3 separate regions of the Zea mays genome follow, and regions 1 and 2 are each linked to region 3. Evidence: chromatin contacts called from public Hi-C data. All regions are on one chromosome and are shown on one strand. The core of a region is the stretch at or near the end of the contact, and the rest is flanking DNA. Distances in the headings are between cores, read along the strand shown.

Region 1 (4,050 bases), core at 567-3,066, 310 kb after region 3:
ATTGTACTGGCGTGCAGTCGCAGAACACCCACGCGGCCACGCCGTGATCCGGCCGGCCGGCCAATCGGCGGCGACAATCAATCAGGTCAGGGTGGTTATGAGTGAGGTCATTTCGCTGACTTGTGTTGGCCAGGCTCCTCAAATGCCTGCTCGCCGCCTCTACACCTGACCTGTACTATGTACTAGAATGTACTCCCTCCGACCCGACCACATGATTTACTCATTTTAGGTTTATCTTAAATCAAACTGTTTTAATTTGACCAACAATATATATAAGATTAAATTATTTTAAACCAAAAGAATTACATATTATGGTAGTTCAAGTTTTAATAAATCTAATAACTTTACTTTTATCTTATAAAATCTTATTGAACATCCGTTGTAATCGGCCAAAACGACTGAATCATGTGAACCGAGGGAGTAGCATGCAACCACCAGTGCTGCGTAGTAATTCTCTTCAATGCTTATTGGAGTTGGGCCCCTTCACGCCTATAGCGTCGATGTGATAGCTGCTAGCACAATATATCACCAAATGTGTGGGGTGCGGCAGCAACCCTCCTAGCGTCGATGTGCGTGCTAGAAAGTGTTTGCTAGTGAAGGGGAGAACTTAGAGTGAATCGCTGTGGAGGGTAGAGATATAGGAGGAGAGAGTGTGCTGATGTGACACACTAATGGGATATAGGGGGGAAATTTAGAGGAAACCACTAAAGACAGTCTAAACAATTTAGGCTAGTTTGAGAAAATTCTCAAGGGATTCCTATTTCCCGAGGAAAAATGAACTAATTTTCTTTAAGAAATAGAATTCCCTTGAAAAATAGGGTCCCAAACTAGTTCTTAGAAGGTGTTAATATTTCCCTTCTCTTATACCTCCACTAGGCATGGTGAAGTAAATGGAATGGGTCCATTTAAGTTATGCAATTTTTAGTGGCAAATCTTGGGTACGAAAATGAAAAAAAGTTATATGAAGAAGATTGTATAACTAAAAGGTGTTTGGTATGGTTCATAGCAAAATTCCAAGCAGAAGCTCGTCTGAGCCAGCCAAATATCCCAACTCCAAAGTTATAAACTGTATAGTTTTGGTAGTTATACACATTTTTAGGAAGTACCTATTATACTGCTTCTTGAAATTTAGAGTAGAGCTGTTTTTTGGGTGCAACATGATAATGACAAACACCCCTACCCTAATGTAACCACTCTTTCTATATATCAACCCCGTTGTTTATGGTTTATGCATCTCTAAACATGGTATTTGGTGCCTCAATTCATCAAATTATCCACCTCACTACAAAAAAATATATGTATGTCGTCTTATTAATTATTGAAGATTTTTTAAAGAGATCCTAAGTGAGAATGATATATAAACAAATAGATAAATAAATCAATGGATCAATTATATGCTACATGGAGGATTCTAACCCAACGCATATATTTTTTTCAAAGATGATGCAGTCATCCAAAAAGCAATGCATATACAACATAACGGATCCAAAAGCAAAGAAAAATCACATTTCTCAGTATATGGACCATTATTCCTTAATTTAAAAACTTAGACTAAATATAACAAGCAATTATATGCTAATTGCCGTACAATATATAAACCGTTAACCGGTTCTGAAAATAAGAACAATCAATCAAACAAAACCAGAAACGAAAAGTAAAACTCGCAAGGAAAGTGTGGGCGGAAGCTCAAGATTCATGTGTGTTGCCTTGCCCCCAACAACAAAAAAAAAAGTGCTTTGGCTCCCAAAAATAGGCCCAACAAACCCACGGACTAACACACGCGCACGCGTACAGCAAAGAAATGGCGATGGCGATGCAGCCATCTTAGCCCCCCTCCCCTCTCCCTACCCTCCATGGCCGTCCCTCCTCTGCTGCTCGTCGCCGTTGCCGTAGCCGCGCTCTCCATCCTCGTCCTCGTCGTCTTCGCCTTCCGGCGATGCAGGCGGCGGCGGCAACGCCACCCGCTGCAGGCCGCGGCGGTGGCCCCGACCCCGGTCGCTGTCCAGGTGAAGGCCCAAGCTTTCTTGTCCTCTTCTTGTTGCTTCTAATCGCCAGGATGCGAAACCTCGATGCTTTTTTACGCGAATCTCTGGTCTCGGTGTTTCTTGGAAGAATATACACGAGGATCGCCGGTCGATTGGGGATTCGGGGTCCTTGCTGCCGCACCATTAGTGGAGAATTCTTGGGCATGTCCTGCGGCGCATTTTCTCTACTCTGTGTGATTTCTTCAAACGTTGGTGATTCTGATTAGGGTGTTGAGGTCCATCTCTAGTTGGCTTGTTTCTTGTAGTATTGTAGATAAATAGTATTGCATTGATGGTTTGAGGCTGTTTGATTTGTTGTGCCACTGTAGTAGTTGAGGCATGCTTAAGGTTGATTAGGTTGTCGATGCTGCTTATGTTGCTATCAATCGATATGAATTGGCCATCAGTGAGAGGAAAGTATTGTTGTTACATTTTGGTGTCCAGTGATCATGATACCAAATGATTGCCTTTTAATTTTTTAGTTGATGGATCGTGATGAGTAAGGAGTATCTAGTTCCCAAGCGGTCAAGAAACTCCTTAATAAGAAGTTTTTTTAATCTCTCGGAGCTATTATGCACCAGAACATGCTGGATGCTGTGAGCCAGGCAATGACACTTAGTTCTACAAGGGTGTGTTTGGTTGCCTGGCTAAGGGCCTAACCAGGCATCCCTAATGCAACTCTCTCGTATTTGGTAGCTGTATAAGGCCTTAAGCCTGGCACAAAGTATGCAAAGTAGGGGGGCTGGCCTGTCTTCCTGGGAATGCTCGATCCCGCCATTCCCAGCAAGCCTGGCTTGTCCAACGCTGATGCGGCTTTTTGCGCGCGCCCGCTTGGCCTTGCTTGGCTTCGTGTTCGGGACTAAAGCCTATTCATTAACCCGGAAAGACCCAGCTAGCACAGTAAACCTACCAAACAGACCCACATTGCATGTCCAAGCCCACCGAGGCTACCTCTAGCTATCCAGGCAACCAAGTACACCCTAAGGAATCTGAAAGAAGGATTAAATTTGGACCTTTTTCATATGAGCGCAGGAGAACTGTGCATCTTTATATATTATATATAGAGAGGAAAAAAGAGCACAAAGAAAAGAAACACACACACACACAACACTCTTAACCCAAAAAGAAGTCTAGGTTATAGACCAACCACCCCTTAACCCAATAGGATGTCAAGGGCAAGTTGCAATTTGGACTTCCTTCATTCCATTGTTTTTGTGCAGGAGCTTTGGTTATCGTGAAGAACTCATTTGTTCACACAAGCAGGTCAGTCATAAAAGTAAAAGAAAAAAAAAGGAATAAAAAGTTGTGTCGAAAGTCATGACATAAGGTTAGTCAAAACCTGTGTTTTCAAGTCGTCCGACTAATCGCGATTAGTCGCGATTAGTCGGGCTAGTCGGTTAGCAGAGCTCGATTAGGCAGCCGACTCGACTAGAGTACCTAATCGCCCTGGTCGTCCGACTAGTCGACGATTAGGGCCGATTAGTCGCTCGATTAGCCAGTTCTGGGCGACTAGGTTTAGGACCTAGATTTTTTTATTTCCTGGCTTCGTGGGCTTTTTTGGCGGGCGGCCCGACTACAGGCAGTTGAAACGCCAGCCGTCTCTACTGAAGATGGAACGCCAGCCGGCAGCCGCCTCTTCTGTCTTCTCTTTATTTCCCTAATTCCCTACCTGCTCTGGCGGCTCTTCTTGAGTTCTTGTTCTGGAAATTGGAATCCAGGCTTCCAAAGTCCACTGATCCACTCCAGACTTCCAATCCAGCACGCGCGAATCCATTCCAATCCCGAGTTCCAGCACGCGCGAATCCAGTTCTTCCAACTTCCAAGTTCTGGACTTTACCGACGGACTCCAGACTTCACCGACGGACTCCAGAAATCCAGATTAATAACTAGTATCTCTGTTGTTTCTCTGCTGTATCTGGTATCTGGTACTGGTATCTTGGACTTGTAGTATTAATAACTAGTAAGTGTTTCTCTGCTGTTTTCACTTTTCAGTATTGCTGAATTCATGTCATGTTTACCCTATCCT
Region 2 (4,038 bases), core at 1,457-3,956, 470 kb before region 3:
AGCTAGTGCATCAAATGTCAGCATCGCAGCTCCATCATCAGATACATAGCAAGAGACCTTATCCACAGGGTAATCCACAGCAAGAATGGATAGCACGGTATTGGCAGTGACAAGAGGAGGCTCCTTCATTGGGTCGACTGTACTGACGAAAATGTCAACAGCAGCCAACTGAGATGGCTCACCTTCCCGGTCATACCTGTTAGAGGAAATGGACCAATAACAAACATAAGTGCTTGAACAATTTTACTTTGTGTTTGAACAACATACTAGAGAACTGGAAAAGAGATCACCTTAATGCCAGCCTATCAAGGTACGTCTCCCGGTTGATTGGAAACCACTTAGGGAACTGATCCAATATCCACGAAAGAGCAAACCAGATCTCACATATAACAGATAGAAGCCATAATGGGTATGCATTGCGCACAGGATTTGTGATACGGTAGTGCAAGAAGATGCTTAGAACAATCAATCGCAGCACAATGACCATCCTGTATGGATTTATCCTGGAGGAAGGAAGTGGAACTTTCCTAGATAGAGGCTGTCGAGTTTCGTCGTTCCTGAAATTCAGATGGCACAAAATTAATGTTCAAATATGTGCTGAAGAAAACATAGCAATAAAGGGTTGGATTGACACAATTGCCCACCGTTACAGTGATTTGAGCATGACAGGTTTGTGCATTAGTTGAAGTTATGCACATTTAACAATTCTAGGATATAAATATAATATTCCGCTTTCTAGACTAAAGTACACCCTTCAGTTTGATTTTGTAGTCGTCTTAATAACAGAATACAATGTGTGACCTTCCATAAAAGTGTAAACAAGTCATTAATTTGGGAACATAAAGGCAAACTTCCAATTCTTAACTTCATCTGCACAGAAGAAATAACTCAAGTTTTTGTTTTCCTTTTTTGTGAATGTAACCATGCTAATTAAATAAAACATTAGAACTAAACAACATACCATCCTGTAAAACATGAGTGAGCTGAAGGAGGGTGTTGAAACTCACAATAAGGCATCTTCCATGTTGTAATCAGTTGATGCATCAATATCACCAACACCCCGACCCTCAGAGGGAGCAATGCTTGTGCCATTCGTCATGGGAATCGTCCCCTTGTCCTGCTTCATTTTCCAGCCATCAACCCTCTCTTTCCAGGCAACATTCCCAATGCTACCAGAGAACTCCCTTGACGGATTTGCTGGCAAGGAGCAAGAAACAATCATTTAGATCTTCACATCACACAGGCGCAATCTCAAACATGAGAGACCGTGGCGAGAAATAAACATACGCGAATGGTTCACATAGGGAAATGGAGCACGCTTGCCAATGTTCCCAGTTGGGGACATCATATGATGGTCAGGGGAAGCACCAGGGATTTCTCCTGAGATCTGCAGATCAACTCAGAAAGTAAGCATAATTGCACATCCTAAGAATTTTTTTTAGCACAATGCCTCAGTAGTAGTGGCACCAACCTGGCTGTTAGTGACTGATGGGATGTATCCCCGAGGGATCTCGCCACTGTCATACTTGGTAAGCCCGATCTCGCCACTGTCATACTTGGGGCGACCAACATCCCCGCTGCCCCCAGCGTTCATGCGCCAGCTGCGCATTCTGTCGGCAATCTTCTGCTTCTGGTCTTCATTGCCAGATGCAGGGTAGTTGAAGTCGCTATCGGCATCAGTGTCGTCTCCTTCCTCCCCACGGATCGCCGGGCTCCCTGAAGGATTCATACACAGCTCAGAGAATGCTTAACAAAACCTGCCGATCATCTTTTTGCTATTCTTGAGCAAAGTCCAGGATGTCACATCGTATGCAACTCCAGTTATTGTTTCCCCCCTAACTACAATTTAAGAATTCACACGAAGACAAGTCTAGGATCCAGTGATAGCGACAGAGCTAATATGCCCTCTCTGACAAAAAAAGCCATGGGATCCATCACAAATAGAAACAATACCATTTTTTTGCTGCTCCTGATCAAAGATCCGAACTTTCGTAGTCACTCCAGAATTAGGTTCAGAGATAGCTATACCAAACAAATGGAATGTAGAAGGGACTGTAGAATTACCCTTGTGGCGCTTGTACTTGGTCTTGCACTGGGGGCACGCCTGCGTGCCGTCCTTGCGCTCGTACTCGTAGCAGGGGCGGCACACCGGAAACCCGCAGACGTCGCAGGCGGCGAAGACGTCCCCCTCCGCCGTGGTGCCCACGCCGTCGCCGCAGATCTGGCACACCTGTCCGCCACCGCGCCTCCCCGACTTCTGCACACACACACGCACACAGCGGATCACGAGATTCGTCAGCCTTTCTCTCCCAGGATCCACCCGCAGCACGGAACGGAATGCAGCTGAGATCTCCCGCCACTCACCACGCCGTCCGCGTCGCCCTCCATGGCAAGCGAGCTCGCCGAGAAACGTCGAGGGAGCTGGCCTGGAGCCTGGGGCCTGGGCAGAGCCGGCACCAGTCCCGAGATCCGAGCGGGGCACGGATCAACACCGCATCTCCCGCTGCGAGAGCGCTGCTGCTGCTAGTAGTAGTAGTAGCGGGGCGGGGCTTAACTATACGGGGGGAGGAGGGACGAGAGAAAAGGACAGGGCACCGCACCGATGGAGGAAGCCGCGGCAACGTGAGTTGGTTCCGCTGTCGCTGTCGACGCGAGGGATTAAGAATTGACAAAAGATTATTGCAGCGGCGAGACGGTTTTGATCCTAGTTAATTCGCGTGCCTCTGGTGGGCTGGGTTGGGATTAGTTTAACGCCGAGTTGGCGGGAGGCGGTGTCGGGGAGCATGTGTGCCAGTGAGGCGGAGGTGGAAGAAGGGTGAGCTGGCGCCGCGGGGGGCCCGCCTGGCAGTGAGAGCTCACTGTCGGTCCTGAGGACCGACGGAGGATATATGCTGGAGCCTGGGGGTCGGACTAATTGCTAGGTCCACGAGTGTGAAATGTGGCGTGTGTGTTTCCCATAAATTAAGTCCAACAGCTCATCATTACTGATCTATAGTTATTTTAGATAGATCAATGCTAATGTAGGGAGTAATTAGGGTTTTTATGACAGGTTCTACTGATAACGAAAGCAAAAAGATCATGCAATGCAAGACTCCTAGGGTTATTATTACATGTAACATACACTATAAGGGCATGTACAATGGGTGTCTTAAGTTGTGTCTTAGAGTATGTCTAGGGGGGTGAATGTAAAAAAACTCAAAACACGTATCTTGACGAAGACACAGTGTCTTAGCTCTATGTTTGAGATAGGAGACTAGCTGATTGGTTACTTTAATTTATTGAATTCTCTGATTGGTACAATAAATATCGTAAGACACATGTTTTAGACATGACCACTGTATTATGTTGTGTTTTAATTGTATCTTATACTTGGAGTACCGTGCAGCCGTGTCTAGGTTGTACATGCCCTAACATCGTACACAACAAGGATTTTTCCATATGTCTCTTGGTGCCAACAGTAGGTACGGTTATTTAGATATTTTCAACGGGTAGAACATTTATTTAGAGTTCCTAACATATATCGACACACATGGAAAAAAAACTGCATATTGCAAAAAGCTATCATATAATTGGACATTTAAGCCTCCTTTGGATCAAAGGATAACTTCCTAAATCCTTCTCTTTTTCCTGTGTTTTTGAACTAATTCCTACGAAATTCATATATCATTCGTGTGAAATTTCTGCGTTCCAAAGAATGCCTTATTAAGGTCCTGCTTATTTACCCTCTAGATTATATAATCCAAGTTAAGAGACAAACAACCATTAGGTGCTTATATAATCCATAAGCTGGATTATATCTCTACTACCTATTAAGACGGTAAGAGGTAGGCTGCCCCATTCCGTGTTCTGCCATTCCCATTCCGTCCTCACTGCAAAGCTCATTCTCATTCCCAGCTCCCACGTGCATCCCACGTCTAGCTAAAATTAAATTAAAAAAGGGGATTCGAACCCGCGACCTTTCAAATAAATGTGTTTATAGCTACCACTACACCACATATGTGTTTATGTCTACATCTATTATAGTAAAAACATATAATA
Region 3 (3,818 bases), core at 846-3,345:
TAGTTGGACATGCAAATATCACTGTGCAGAATCCAAAGTACATACCAAACTGTTTGATGGATTAGCCATGTGTCCAATTCCTCGAAACAATACAGGAGCCTAGAAATATGGAGAAAAATATTTAAAAGAAGACAAATTTACATTTAAGCACTGCCCAAAATGCAAAAGAAAACGCTAAACAGAAGCACTTGGCAAGTTTACACCACATCTTCGTAAAAGTGCAATGTTAAGAAATCATAGCTAAGCCTACTCTAGTCAGTAATGAACTCCAGATATATATGGCAAGTTTACACCACATCTTCATAAAAGTGCAATGTTAAGAAATAATATTATAGCTAAGCCAACTCTAGTCAGCAATGAACTCCAGATATATATATAAGTAGCTAATTTTAATTGGAACAGACATATTTTTAGACATAAGTATCTAAGTTAATACTATCAATTGGTTAACCATGGAAAAACTCAGTACAGTAACCCAGACTGAATATAGAAGTAGGCACAGATGTACAGAACAGCATATTAAGACATAATATATGGGCACACTTTAACTGAAAATTTAGGTAGTACGGCCAACAAGATCAAGTCAAGATTATCACTGTTGTAGTGTTGTGATAGAAAAGATGAACAGAAAGCCTGCTAACTGTGAATGCTTAGTATACACATGCTATTCTACACCCTAGGTGTAGATTAATATTCTCAACCAAACTGTTATAATGAACAAAAAAATCAGTAGTCATTGTGTCAATAGTATTCAGTATTTCATAGTCAGTTTTAGCTACTAGGTGTAGTATAGTGCTCTAATGCTGAGTGCCTAAGTATATTAAATTATGGATCCACAACAAAACAGAATTGTGTATTGATAAGTTCGGAATAAGAGTGCACACAAGCATTCAACCTCAATTCGGTTTAATCCAATGAACATGAAAATGTGTAAAAGGTTAGAAAGGTTATGAAGATTCTTAGCATCGCTACTAACCTCAATCTTTTCAGACCCTAGTATCACATCCGAATGGATAAGATCGTCACCAGCAATCAAGGTGTGATCACCTTCAACATCTGTGACGGCATAGTTCATATGGTCAATAACCATTGCCTCTGGATCCTGAAATCATCAAAAACAATGTTGGCTCATTGAGGTCAACGAAAATGTTAAAGATAGGAAGATGCCAGGCCACAGAAACTACTTGCCTCATCAAAATCAACCCCACACTCTGTTGCAATGCCACGAATGAGATCAGAGGCAGAGGAATCTGCCGCCAGGATCATGTCATGCCCAGCATCAATAAATTCGAGGACTGCGTTCTGGTCCACTGATCCACCAAAACCTGACGTGAAATAAAGATTGGCTTTAAAAACAAATCGGGTTCAATCAAGTATTACATCATGGGCAGAGATCAAGGCCCGTTCAGTAGTTTAGTCGAGCAAAGAGCTGCAGTAATCTAGTCAATAGCGACAGGCAACAATTAATACCCTTAGGTCCGCTTCTTTCAACTGGAACTAACTGGCTACCGTCAACTTTCAGGTGAACCTGATTGCATAAATCCTCCGGTCACGGGAAATTCTACCGCGAAATCCCGAATTTGCCATTTACCCGCAGCAGATCACAGAACTCCACTCCACGAGTACGGGTCAGATCAGAAAAGCAGTCAGACTCCGCACGCAAACCATCCCTATTCCCGTCGAATCTATCACCAGAACACACCAACAACAACACAGATCGGGATCCCCGAGAGGCGAGGCAGGAAAGGAGCAATTACGTGGTGTGGAGGGGGCGAAGAGCACGAGGCCGTCGTAGAGGTACTGGCCGTAGCGGTGGAGCGAGAGCTTTGGATCGTCAGCGAGGCGGAAGTCGAGATCGAACCCACGCGCCTGGAGCGAGCCGAAGAAGGCCGAGTGCGACGACCGCACGGCCAGGTCGTCCAGGAGGACGAGCAGCCGGCGCCCGCGGGGCCCCTCTTCGCCCCCTTCCGCGGCCACGAGCGCGAGGAGGGACGCGAAGGCGGCGGCGAGGAGGAGCAGGACGTGGCACCGCGTCGCCATTGCTGCGCAGATCTCGTGTGGGGGTTTTGGGTTGGGTTTGGAGTGGCGCAGCAAGCAGAGCAGGCAGCGACGGAGACGACGACTCGGAGAGGAGCTATAGCGTGCAAAGGTGGAGAGGAAGTGAGCTGTCTGGGCCGTCCGATCGGAGATCGAATGGCCCGGAGACCCGGATCGAGTTCGAGCTTTGCTGCGGCTCCAAAGCGTGCAAAGGGGTCTGTCTCTGACAGGAGGTCCCACGTGAGGCAGCTAGCATTTTCCATTTTCTTCCTTTGCTTCTTTGCGGAATTTGCTTCCGCACATAGTTTTAATAGATGAAATCAAACTGCTAGCACTGCTTTCATAATCAACAGAAGCAAAATTTCCTGTGTTTTTCCCAAAAAAAACACAGAAATTTTTTCCTGCGAAAAAAAAACCAGAAAGATTACTGAAAACGAGCTGATCCCAGTGATCAGAACATTATTAGTGATCTGTTCCAACTACATGTAACATCAGCAATTCAGCATGGTTCAGATCATATCATATGCTTCTCCTTGGGGTTCTCTTGTAAGACTAAGAATTACCAAAAAAGCAAATCATCCCTTAACAACACAAATCAGTCGTCAGGAGAAGCCATGCAAAAAAGCAAATCATCCCTTAACAACACAAATCAGTCGTCGGGAGAAGCCATGGCTTTCTGGATAGGTGATCAGCACAAAAAAAAAGGTCGCCTTATAACAATCTTCAAAATCTGCCAGAACAAACGTTGATCCACACCTCTCCGTGGCACAATTGCCATAATCTCAACAAGAAACTCAGAATGACCCAGGACGGTATGACCAGATGTTCTGAATGCCGATCAAGGCAGTTATCTTCATAATCATCACGCAAAGCTCCAGCCCGGGATGACGAGAGGTTATGAATGCGGACCAAGGAAGCACATTCGTATGATCATTGATCATACTAGCTCCTGCTCCTTGAAGCTGGCAAATTTAGCGTTCTCTCTGTCGTGCTTGAACACAAGGTACAGGGGGCTGTAGAACAGGACACACACACCGAAAGGCACGATCATCATGGTCAGCAGCCCCCTTGAGAGCGCGTACGCCCCTTCCGCTGACCCGTTCGCAAGGTTCACGGTCTTGGTATCATAGCCATAGATCTTCTCGGTGATTAGGCCCACGGCAGGGGCAGCCAACGAGGCGAATGAGCCCTCGAACGCGCGGTCGAAGGCGTAGATCATGGTGCGGTGCTTGGGAGGGACCACCTCGGCGAACATGGGGTTGTTTGCCGAGGTGGCGCACCAGCTTATCGTGATGCCCATGAAGAAAAGCGTGACGGCGAAGGCATACCAGTAGTCAACTGACTGGGGGATGACTGTGAGGAGGATCCAAGAAAACGGGATGCCCATGAAGGCACTAAACTGGGCACACATGACCCGTGCCGAATCTGGGAAGTACTTTGACAGGTGATCTGCTATCACCCCGCCAATAAATGCTCCGCTGGCACACCCGATGGCGAAGAGGCTGTTCAGTGCTGCTGAGCTGTTGTTGTCAAAACCTAAGAGTGTTCAACGATGTTAGAATTCAAATTTTAAGAGCATTGTTATCAGACTTTTTATTAAAAGTATATATATGGTTGCTATTGTACCAATGAGTTCGAACCACATTGTGAAGAAAACTATAGCAGTCCACGGCAACGAGCCAATGATCCCTTGCAGGACAATGATCTGAAACGTCTTCACTTTCATGACAGATCTTGTTGCCACCCAAGAATCCCTCCAGATAGAAGGCGGAGGAAGAACA

Evidence for each region. A called contact is a pair of places that touch in the nucleus more often than the background predicts.
Region 1: a Hi-C map of endosperm shows a contact between it and region 3, with 3 times the contacts expected there. The contact joins the promoter of LOC542351 here to the promoter of LOC100274092 in region 3. A contact is called at or near these places in 9 of 25 Hi-C or Micro-C datasets (bundle sheath, ear, endosperm and 2 more).
Region 2: a Hi-C map of leaf shows a contact between it and region 3, with 4 times the contacts expected there. The contact joins the promoter of LOC542624 here to the promoter of LOC100274092 in region 3. A contact is called at or near these places in 2 of 25 Hi-C or Micro-C datasets (leaf and tassel).

Annotation. Positions count from the first base shown.
Region 1 is chr7:19,917,951-19,922,000 of Zm-B73-REFERENCE-NAM-5.0, forward strand. It overlaps LOC542351 (kinase associated protein phosphatase), which reads left to right and starts at 1,817. Exons shown (of 13, transcript NM_001111928.1): 1 at 1,817-2,006. The coding sequence starts at 1,854.
Region 2 is chr7:19,138,004-19,142,041 of Zm-B73-REFERENCE-NAM-5.0, forward strand. It overlaps LOC542624 (cellulose synthase-4), which reads right to left and starts at 2,707. Exons shown (of 14, transcript NM_001112151.2): 1 at 2,365-2,707; 2 at 2,065-2,257; 3 at 1,472-1,716; 4 at 1,288-1,387; 5 at 1,008-1,197; 6 at 291-557; 7 at 1-196. The coding sequence starts at 2,388.
Region 3 is chr7:19,610,451-19,614,268 of Zm-B73-REFERENCE-NAM-5.0, forward strand. LOC100274092 (dolichyl-diphosphooligosaccharide--protein glycosyltransferase 48 kDasubunit) reads right to left here and starts at 2,096. Exons shown (of 13, transcript NM_001148471.1): 1 at 1,758-2,096; 2 at 1,189-1,325; 3 at 977-1,102; 4 at 46-99. The coding sequence starts at 2,040. It overlaps LOC100272358 (oligosaccharide transferase1), which reads right to left. Exons shown (of 4, transcript NM_001317394.1): 3 at 3,664-3,818; 4 at 2,724-3,573. The coding sequence ends at 2,975.